Linked DNA regions of Triticum aestivum: region 1 is linked to region 2. The links are chromatin contacts, called in public Hi-C maps. All regions are on one chromosome and are shown on one strand. Each heading gives the region's core, a stretch centred on a gene start, on an enhancer-like site or on the middle of the called end of the contact. The rest is flanking DNA. Distances are from core to core; before and after follow the strand shown.

The links. Hi-C and Micro-C count contacts between places; a contact is called where the count stands out from the background.
Region 1: a Hi-C map of leaf shows a contact between it and region 2, with 4 times the contacts expected there. The contact joins the promoter of LOC123069297 here to the enhancer-like site in region 2. A contact is called at or near these places in 2 of 5 Hi-C or Micro-C datasets (both in leaf).

Annotation. Positions count from the first base shown.
Region 1 is chr3B:188,777,163-188,781,238 of IWGSC CS RefSeq v2.1, reverse strand. LOC123069297 (G-type lectin S-receptor-like serine/threonine-protein kinase At2g19130) reads left to right here and starts at 1,866. Exons shown (of 2, transcript XM_044492114.1): 1 at 1,866-2,889; 2 at 2,985-4,076. The coding sequence starts at 3,256.
Region 2 is chr3B:188,723,670-188,727,985 of IWGSC CS RefSeq v2.1, reverse strand. No RefSeq gene overlaps it. Among protein-coding and RNA genes, the nearest start is that of LOC123069297, 54 kb to the left of the region's middle. Within about 2 kb of position 2,950, at least 5 of the 8 cell types and tissues checked have an H3K27ac peak or open chromatin away from gene starts, as enhancers often do. A contact at or near this core is called in leaf, where this site is marked.

The DNA of each region.
Region 1 (4,076 bases), core at 617-3,116, 54 kb before region 2:
TCCTTCTCCACATCTCGTTGACTTGCAGTCACCTTCCTCCCCGGTCTCCTCGTCTAGCTTGTCACCGGGTTCTCCACCTTCATCTCCGGTGACTTCCTCTCCCAGTTTGTCACCGGATTCTACACCTTCATCTCCGGTGACTTCTTCGTCGTCACCCCCTGATTCTACCTTGCCGATTCCTCCTTCTATTATTCCATCTCTTCCTCAACATTACACTCGTCGTCCACGACCAGTTGATGCCTCTGTGGATGGGTCGTCATCTTTCTCTCAGCCAACTTATGGTTTGCGTTCTCGTCCTCGTCCGCCTGTTGATCGCTTTGGATTTCCCACTGCTGGTGCTGCTGTTCTTGAGCCGACTTCTTACCGTCAGGCTGTTGTTCATCCTGAATGGCAGTTTGCGATGGCAGAGGAGATTGCTGCTCTTGAACGCACTGGTACTTGGGATCTTGTTTCTCTTCCTCCCGGAGTCCGTCCGATCACTTGTAAGTGGGTCTACAAGGTTAAGACTCGCTCCGATGGTTCTTTTGAGCGTCACAAAGCTCGTCTTGTGGCTCGTGGTTTTCAGCAGGAGCATGGTCGTGATTATGACGAGACTTTTGCTCCTGTGGCTCATATGACCACTGTTCGTACCCTTCTTGCCGTTGCCTCTGCACGCCACTGGTCTATATCTCAGCTTGATGTTAAGAATGCCTTTCTTAATGGTGAGCTGCGTGAGGAGGTGTACATGCAGCCACCACCTGGGTATTCTGTTCCTGATGGCATGGTATGTCGTCTTCGTCGCTCTCTCTATGGTCTTAAGCAAGCCCCCCGCGCCTGGTTTGAGCGCTTTGCCTCTGTGATCACTGCTGCTGGTTTTTTAGCAAGTGCTCATGATCCCGCATTGTTTATTCACCTTTCTCCTCGTGGTCGGACTCTTCTTCTTCTTTATGTTGATGACATGATCATCACGGGGGATGATCCCGAGTATATTGCCTTTGTAAAGGCCCGTCTTAGTGAGCGGTTTCTTATGTCTGATCTTGGACCTCTTCGCTACTTTCTTGGGATTGAAGTCTCTTCTACCTCTGATGGCTTTTTTATATCCCAGGAAAAGTATATCCAGGATCTTCTTGCTCGTGCTGCTCTTACTGACGAGCGCGTTGTTGAGACTCCTATGGAGCTTAATGTTCACCTCCGTGTTACTGATGGTGATCCTCTCCCTGATCCGACGCGTTATCGTCATCTTGTTGGCAGTCTTGTCTATCTAGCTGTCACTCGTCCGGACATCTCTTATCCGGTTCATATTCTGAGTCAGTTTGTCTCTGCCCCCACCTCGGTTCACTATAGTCATCTCCTTCGTGTTCTTCGATATCTTCGAGGCACGATCTCTCACCGTCTATTCTTTCCTCGCTCCAGTTCTTTACAGCTCCAGGCCTATTCGGATGCTACGTGGGCTAGTGATCCTTCCGATCGCCGTTCACTTTCTGCTTACTGTGTTTTTCTTGGTGGTTCTCTCATTGCCTGGAAGACGAAGAAACAGCTTGCAGTTTCCCGTTCGAGTGCCGAGGCTGAGTTGCGAGCAATGGCTCTTTTGACGGCAGAGGTGACTTGGTTACGGTGGTTACTTCAGGATTTTGGTGTTTCTGTCACTACACCGACTCTGCTTCTATCTGACAGTACAGGTGCTATCAGCATTGCACGCGATCCTGTGAAGCATGAGCTCACCAAGCATATTGGTGTTGATGCTTTCTATGTGCGCGCTGCTGTGCAGGATGAGGTTATTGCTCTTCAGTATGTGCCTTCCGAGTTACAGTTGGCGGATTTCCTGACAAAGGCTCAGACTAGAGCACAACATGGCTTTTATCTCTCCAAACTCAGTGTTGTTCATCCACCATGAGTTTGAGGGGGGGTGTTAGAGTTATAATATAAGTCATGTACCCCTTTATATTTATCTCGTTGTATGAGGGGTTTCCTGCATATGTTCCACACCTGTACATGTATATATATATCGGCCTATGGCCTCATGGGAATACAAGTTGCATATTCCTAACAGTGCAGTCATAAAATGTGGTGGAGAAAAAAAACAATGTAAACCGTTCTGGATTCCTATGTTAGGCTGCGCAGTCTGAAAAAAAGCATTATAAAATCAATTTTGGAACAATCCAATTTGTTTGCAATTGCAATTTGGTTCTGTTTCTGAAACTTAAGTGCAACTGTAACTCTTCATAATGAGTTTGTCAATTTACAGTAAGAAACGTATTCAGTTTGTCAGTGTTAGTGATGCTGGTCTATAGCTGAAGTACTCCTTTGTACAGGTCGTATAATGTTGCTAGTATATCTACTAGATCATCACATTCGCAGGGATGCTTGCTTTTTCATGCAATATTACGGGTCTCTAAATTAATTCTAACTTTGTCACTGGTCTTGTCCTTGCACGAAAGAAGATTGTGTTCGACCAGGACAGAGATGGCGATCGAATGAACAATACCATGTTTATGCCCTGAGGAAACAATGCCTACTTCTCTCTGAGGCTCTGAATTTCTGCCCATCAACTACATAACTTATGTAGGAAAACAAAAAAGAATGGAAAAAGAAAAAAGAGCACTTGATGAGTGGACCATCTATGGAGCAGACTGGGGGTCTGGAGCAAGGCACATATCTGAAAGCCTTGTTGAGTGGAATGTTTGGCAAAAACCATTAGTGAAAGCACATCGTTACCATTTGTCATCATTGATTAGTCAAAATAGGTTGCTTGACCCTGCTTGGACTTGTCTGCCTAGACAGATAACTGTCCTAATCAACTAACAGGTTGCTCTCGCGTGTCTAAACAAAACCAACCACCACTACTGGAGAACTGCAGGAACAGCGAGTATAGCATGGAGATGAGAGCAACGTGAAGCTTCTTTGCTTGAGGTGTGTATTATAATATCTGCCCTTGTTTCAGTTTTCCATCATAACCCTGTATATATTGATCATTTCTTTGCTTTTGTCTTCTTCTGGCTTCACAGATAGATTGTGCTTACACGTGAAGAAAATGAACTGCAAGTCTTCTATCTCTCTCCTATTTGCTGCACTGATCCCCTACATGTTCCTAGTATTTGATGCAAGTCAAGCTGCAGTTCCAACGGATACCCTTCTTCCTGGCCAATCTATCTCGGGCAGCGAAATCTTGGTCTCCGAAAATGGTGTATTTGAGTTGGGGTTCTTCTCCCCATCCCCAGGTGCCATGAAGCACTACTTGGGCATACAGTACAAGAACCTGATAGGCAGCCACGAGCTATGTTCTGGCTGGGGAACAGAATCCCTATCACCAGCTTCCTCAGCACAACGTTGTACCTTGCCGCAGGTGAATTATATATTGAGGAGCTTGGTTCTGTTCTCTGGACCTCGGGTTCAGCAACAAATGGATCAACCAGATCTGTGGCGGTTCTCCTTAACACCGGGAATTTTGTTGTGAGAGATCAGATCAACCACTCTAAGGTCGTATGGCAGAGCTTTGATCATCCAGCTGATGCTCTGCTACCTGGAGCATGGCTAGGATTGGACGTGGCCACCGGAGCACACATCTCGCTTACTTTATCCAAGCCTCCTTACCATTGCACCCTCGTGATTGACCAGAGTAGGAAGATGGGATTTGTCATGTCCATTGATGGGCATGACCATCTTGGTACCTTTCCGGACGGGATGGTAACATACGAAGAAGGCAGTTTGGTCCGGCTAAATTATCCAGAGAACCCAAATGATATCCAATTCATGAGGCTGCATATGGGGCAAGTCAGTCTGCTGAGGTGGGTAAATAATGCGACGATTACTGGTTGGCAACCTCTGTGGAGCTATCCCTCCAGCTGCAAAATCAGTGCTTTCTATTGCGGCGCATTCAGTGCTTGCACAAGCGCAGGAACATGCGCGTGCATTGATGGTTTCAGACCAAGTGATCCAGATGAATGGAGGCTTGGGCAATTTGTTAGCGGCTGCTCTAGAATAATACCCTCAGATTGCGAAGACGGCATCTCCACCGACTCGTTTGTTTTGTTAGACAACGTGCAAGGCCTTCCTGCCAACCCTCAAGATACAAGGGAAGAAACTAGTGAAGACTGTCA
Region 2 (4,316 bases), core at 1,701-4,200:
CAGGGTTAAGATTCCCGTCTCCGGACGACGCAGTCCGCTCCAGCTCTAGGGCTAGGGCGGTCACAGGCGCTATCTCCTACATGCGGCCAGATGACAAATCTAGGTCATGTTCATCGTGGTGGCCGGGGACAGCCGTCATGGGCCTGAACTCGTCGAAGATCAAGTCTCCACATATATCTGCCACAAAATTCAGTCTTCCAAATCTGACCTGATGGTCAGGGGCATAGTTATCGATCTGCTCTAGATGGCCAAGCGAGTTGGCCCGCAGTGCAAAGCCGTCGAATACGAAGATCTGTCGGGGGGGAGATCCCCCCTGAACTGCGTTGTTGTAGATGATTGTTGGAGCCATCAAGCCTTCTGATGACGACGCAGCGGAACTCTTAATGAAAGCACCAATGTCGGTGTCAAAACCGGCGGATCTCGGGTAGGGGGTCCCGAACTGTGCGTCTAAGGCTAATGGTAACAGGAGGCGGGGGACACAATGTTGACCCAGGTTCGGGCCCTCTCTATGGAGGTAATACCCTACTTCCTGCTTGATTGATCTTGATGAATATGAGTATTACAAGAGTTGATCTACTGCGAAATCGTAATGGCTAAACCCTAGAAGTCTAGCCTAGGAGGTTATGTTTGTTGTGGCTAAACCCTAGAAGTCTAAACCCTCCGGTTTATATAGACACCGGGGGGGAGACTATGGTTGTACAAAGTCGGTTACAGAGAAAGGAATCTACATATCCGAATCGCCAAGCTTGCCTTCCACGCAAAGGAGAGTTCCATCCGGACACGGGACGAAGTCTTCTGTCTTGTATCTTTATAGTCCAATAGTCCGGACCAAGCATACAGTCCGGCTGTCCGAGAACCCCTTAATCCAGGACTCCCTCACTGATGCTCATAGTTTTTGAAATAATTAAGGTTTTTTTAGTGATGTTCATTCAGTGAAAGGGTCTAGGCGCATCTGTGGGAGACACTTATAGAAGGTATAATGCGTGTGCTTAGAGCAACTCCAATGGGTGGAGCCAATTTGTCCGTCGTGTCCGTTTGAATCAAAACGAACAAAAACGTTGGCGCAACGCAGAGACTCATTCCTATTTTGTGTCCGCTTTGTGTCCGCTCGAACCTATTTCGGGCCCATATTTGGGTCACATTTGGGTCGATGGAGGACACAATGCGAACGTTCTCTGCGCCCGCTTCATCCGCCTATGTCCGGGCCTCGCCCTTCTGTCACCCACCCACCTCTCTCTCTTAATTTATTTGCTAGCCCACCATCTCTCTTGAACTATGCCTGCGCCTAGCCGCTGCCCGACGCCGCCGGGCCGCTCCTCGCCGCCGCACACACCCCCCCCCCCCCGGCTGCCGCCGTCCACCCTAGTCGCACGCTCGACTGCGGGCTAGATCCGCGCGGAGGTGAGCGGCGGCCGAGCAGCACCTCGGTCATGGCGGCCGCGTCCGCCGCCGGCCCCACCACCACCCAGACGATAGGCGGACGGACCTGCGCGGGAGATCCACTGTGGCGGCGCTCGTCCCCGCAGACGTAGGCGTGAGTCAGGGTGGACGACACGAGCGGTCTTTCGGACCGGCTCGTGGCCCGCTCGGTCCTGGCCGGCTCGGGCCTAGCCCGCTCGAAAAATCGGCCGGTCCGAGCTCACTATTCCGGCCCGACAAATCTTCGGTCCGGTCCGGGCTTTAACCGAGCCGACCGAGCGGACCGAAGAACGTGACGGGAGCGTGGCGGGGGCATGGCGAGAGCGTGGTGGAGCATGGCGGGGGCGTGCCGGGGGCGTGGCCAGGGCATGCCAGAGGCGTGGCGGGGGCATGGCCAGGGCGTGGCGAGGGCGTGGCCGCGCAGGCATGGCGGGGGCTGAAGAAACCGTCGCCGTTTATGTCCGCCGCCGCGGGGGGCCGTCATCTGCGCGGCCAATGGACTCGCTGGCCCTGGAAACTATGTCCATTAGATGCGCCTCACTCGGATCTATCGTATGCACCAACGAACACGACGTGGGAGATCATACATCGCCGCGTCGGGCACCGTCTTTTTCATCTCCGTTCATCGGCCGTCGTGCCAAGTTCGTCGCCGATGAGCTCGTGATTTTTTTGGCTCCTCTAGCTCCCTCTCGATCTTCCAAAGCTTCCTGACATCTCCGTGACGAGCTCTGCTGCCTCCAGTGCCCTCCCCGCGTCGCCATGCTCCGACACGTGCTCTGAGGTGAACTCCGGCCGGTCCAAACGAGCCGCTCGGTCCGGCTCGGGCTTCGTCCCTGCCGGTCCGGTCCCTGGAAACAGGACCGCGACGCTGCTCGGTCCGGTCCGGTCCGGACCGCCGACGGCCGGTCCAAAGGACGGCTCGGTCAGGGACCGGACCGGCCCGGACCGTGTCCACCCTTAGGCGTGAGGTGCCCTTTGTCTCGGCCGGTGAAGCCCCGGCAGCTTCAATTGTTTTTGTTTTTTCAAAAGAAATGCTATGTCCGCTCGACTTGGATAAGCCTATGTCGGGAGAACATGCCGACCCAAAACAAAAGGCGGACAAAAGTATCCCTATGCCACCCTAAACAGACGAAAAATAGACAAATTTCATATTCGTTTGGGTAGTGCATTGGAGTTGCTCTAGTGTGCAATGTGTTCCCGTCCCCGTCGGACCTCCGCTCGCGTGTTCCGCGCGTGGCCGCCCCTCCGCGGCTCACACGCACCGGGCCGATGCGGAGAAGGCCCTCGCTCTCCCGGAGCGTGCGTACTATCCTTGTATTCTTCTTCTCCAACGACGGATTGGCGCAATCTTTTGGCCGGGGTACGATGAATTATTGAGGCGCAGCTCGTGCTGGCGTCCAAAGCTACTGGCGTCGCATTCACGGGCTTGCAATGACAGGTCCAAACCCCGCTTGTCTTGTCGCGCATCCTGGCCTGGACGTGACCCCGGCGACAATCCACCGTTCGTCATCATCTGATCCCCTTTTCCGTGTCATGAGGGGCCCGATTGTCCTATCCCTTCGCCGGTCCCTACTACCTAGTACAACACAAGGATTACACCAGAGTAGATGTGATGATCATGCGACTGAAAATTACAGCGCGTGCATCATAGCCTCGCCGTTAAAATGATGGGACGGGTAGCTACTCTGCTTCGCCACCCTCTGTTTTTTTTTTCGGTGGTTCAGCTTCTGAAGCCAGACCTTCAGAAATGAAATGGTTGGTCAACAACTTGCGTTGCAGAACAGCGCGGTTAACCACCCGTGTGAGATTGTGCATCTGCCAGGGTCGTTGAACTCGCATGATTGCCATGCAGACTAAATAAAAGAGTAGCCTCATGAGTCATGACGAAGAAGTTGGCGAGGGCTCCATGCTGATGGAGATTAGAGAAGCAGTGCCTGGACTCGAACCGAAACCGGCGAAGGCATTATTCTACAAGAAAGAAACCTAGGCCGGCAAGCCGAAACAAAAAGCGAGGGATGATGATGGTGGGCTGGCGGCCCGTCCTGATGTGATCGGCGATTGTATGGTGGGGATTTCAAAATCGGATGCGCGGCAACGTCATGCCTCGCGCCTTTCGGGCACGCGGCCACAGAGCAGAGAGCTCCGTGAAATTCAGCAAAAAAAACTGCGACACTCCGGCAAATCAAAGAAATTTGGCAAAATTTCTGCGGCACTCGGGCAAATCAAAGAGGTCGTGTAGCACAATAATACTGTATGACCACCGGTAGCAAAAGAGCCGATCCAATAGTAATAAAATGATGGTTTGATGTACGTGTGTGCCTACGGATCATGGTGTGCTGTGCTGAGTGGTCCATTCCATGTCGAGTCCTACCAAAAAGACGCAGGAGACCAACCCCTCTAGAAAGCATGCCTAGATTTGAGTTGCTCTGAGACAAGTCTCTCTCGCCAAGATGATAAGGTTTGAGTAGGGAGAGCTAGGCGTACGTACAGATACCAGGTGTACTCTGTACAGTACTCTACGGATTAAGAGCGGTGGTAGCTCGCAGCGGCCAATTGATGGTACTGTATGTATGGTCCTACATTAGATTGTGTACGTGGGATGCGGATAGTGTATCAGACAAAAACACACCGTCTTCAGCAATCGAGCCATATTTATAGCCACACGGCACAGACTTAACGCACCCCAAGTCATCTTCTGAATTTCTGACTGCGCCACGTGTTTTCTTCTACGTTAGGACACAGTGCCAACATTTTCTCTCAAGAAGACTGTGTCAACGATTTAACGCACCCCAAGTCATCTTCTGAATCTGATTATTTATTTTTGTTATTTTTTCTTATGGCTTGTCACTTTGTCTTTTGTAAAGAACATTTTTTTAAACAAGGCAAAAGAAACAGCT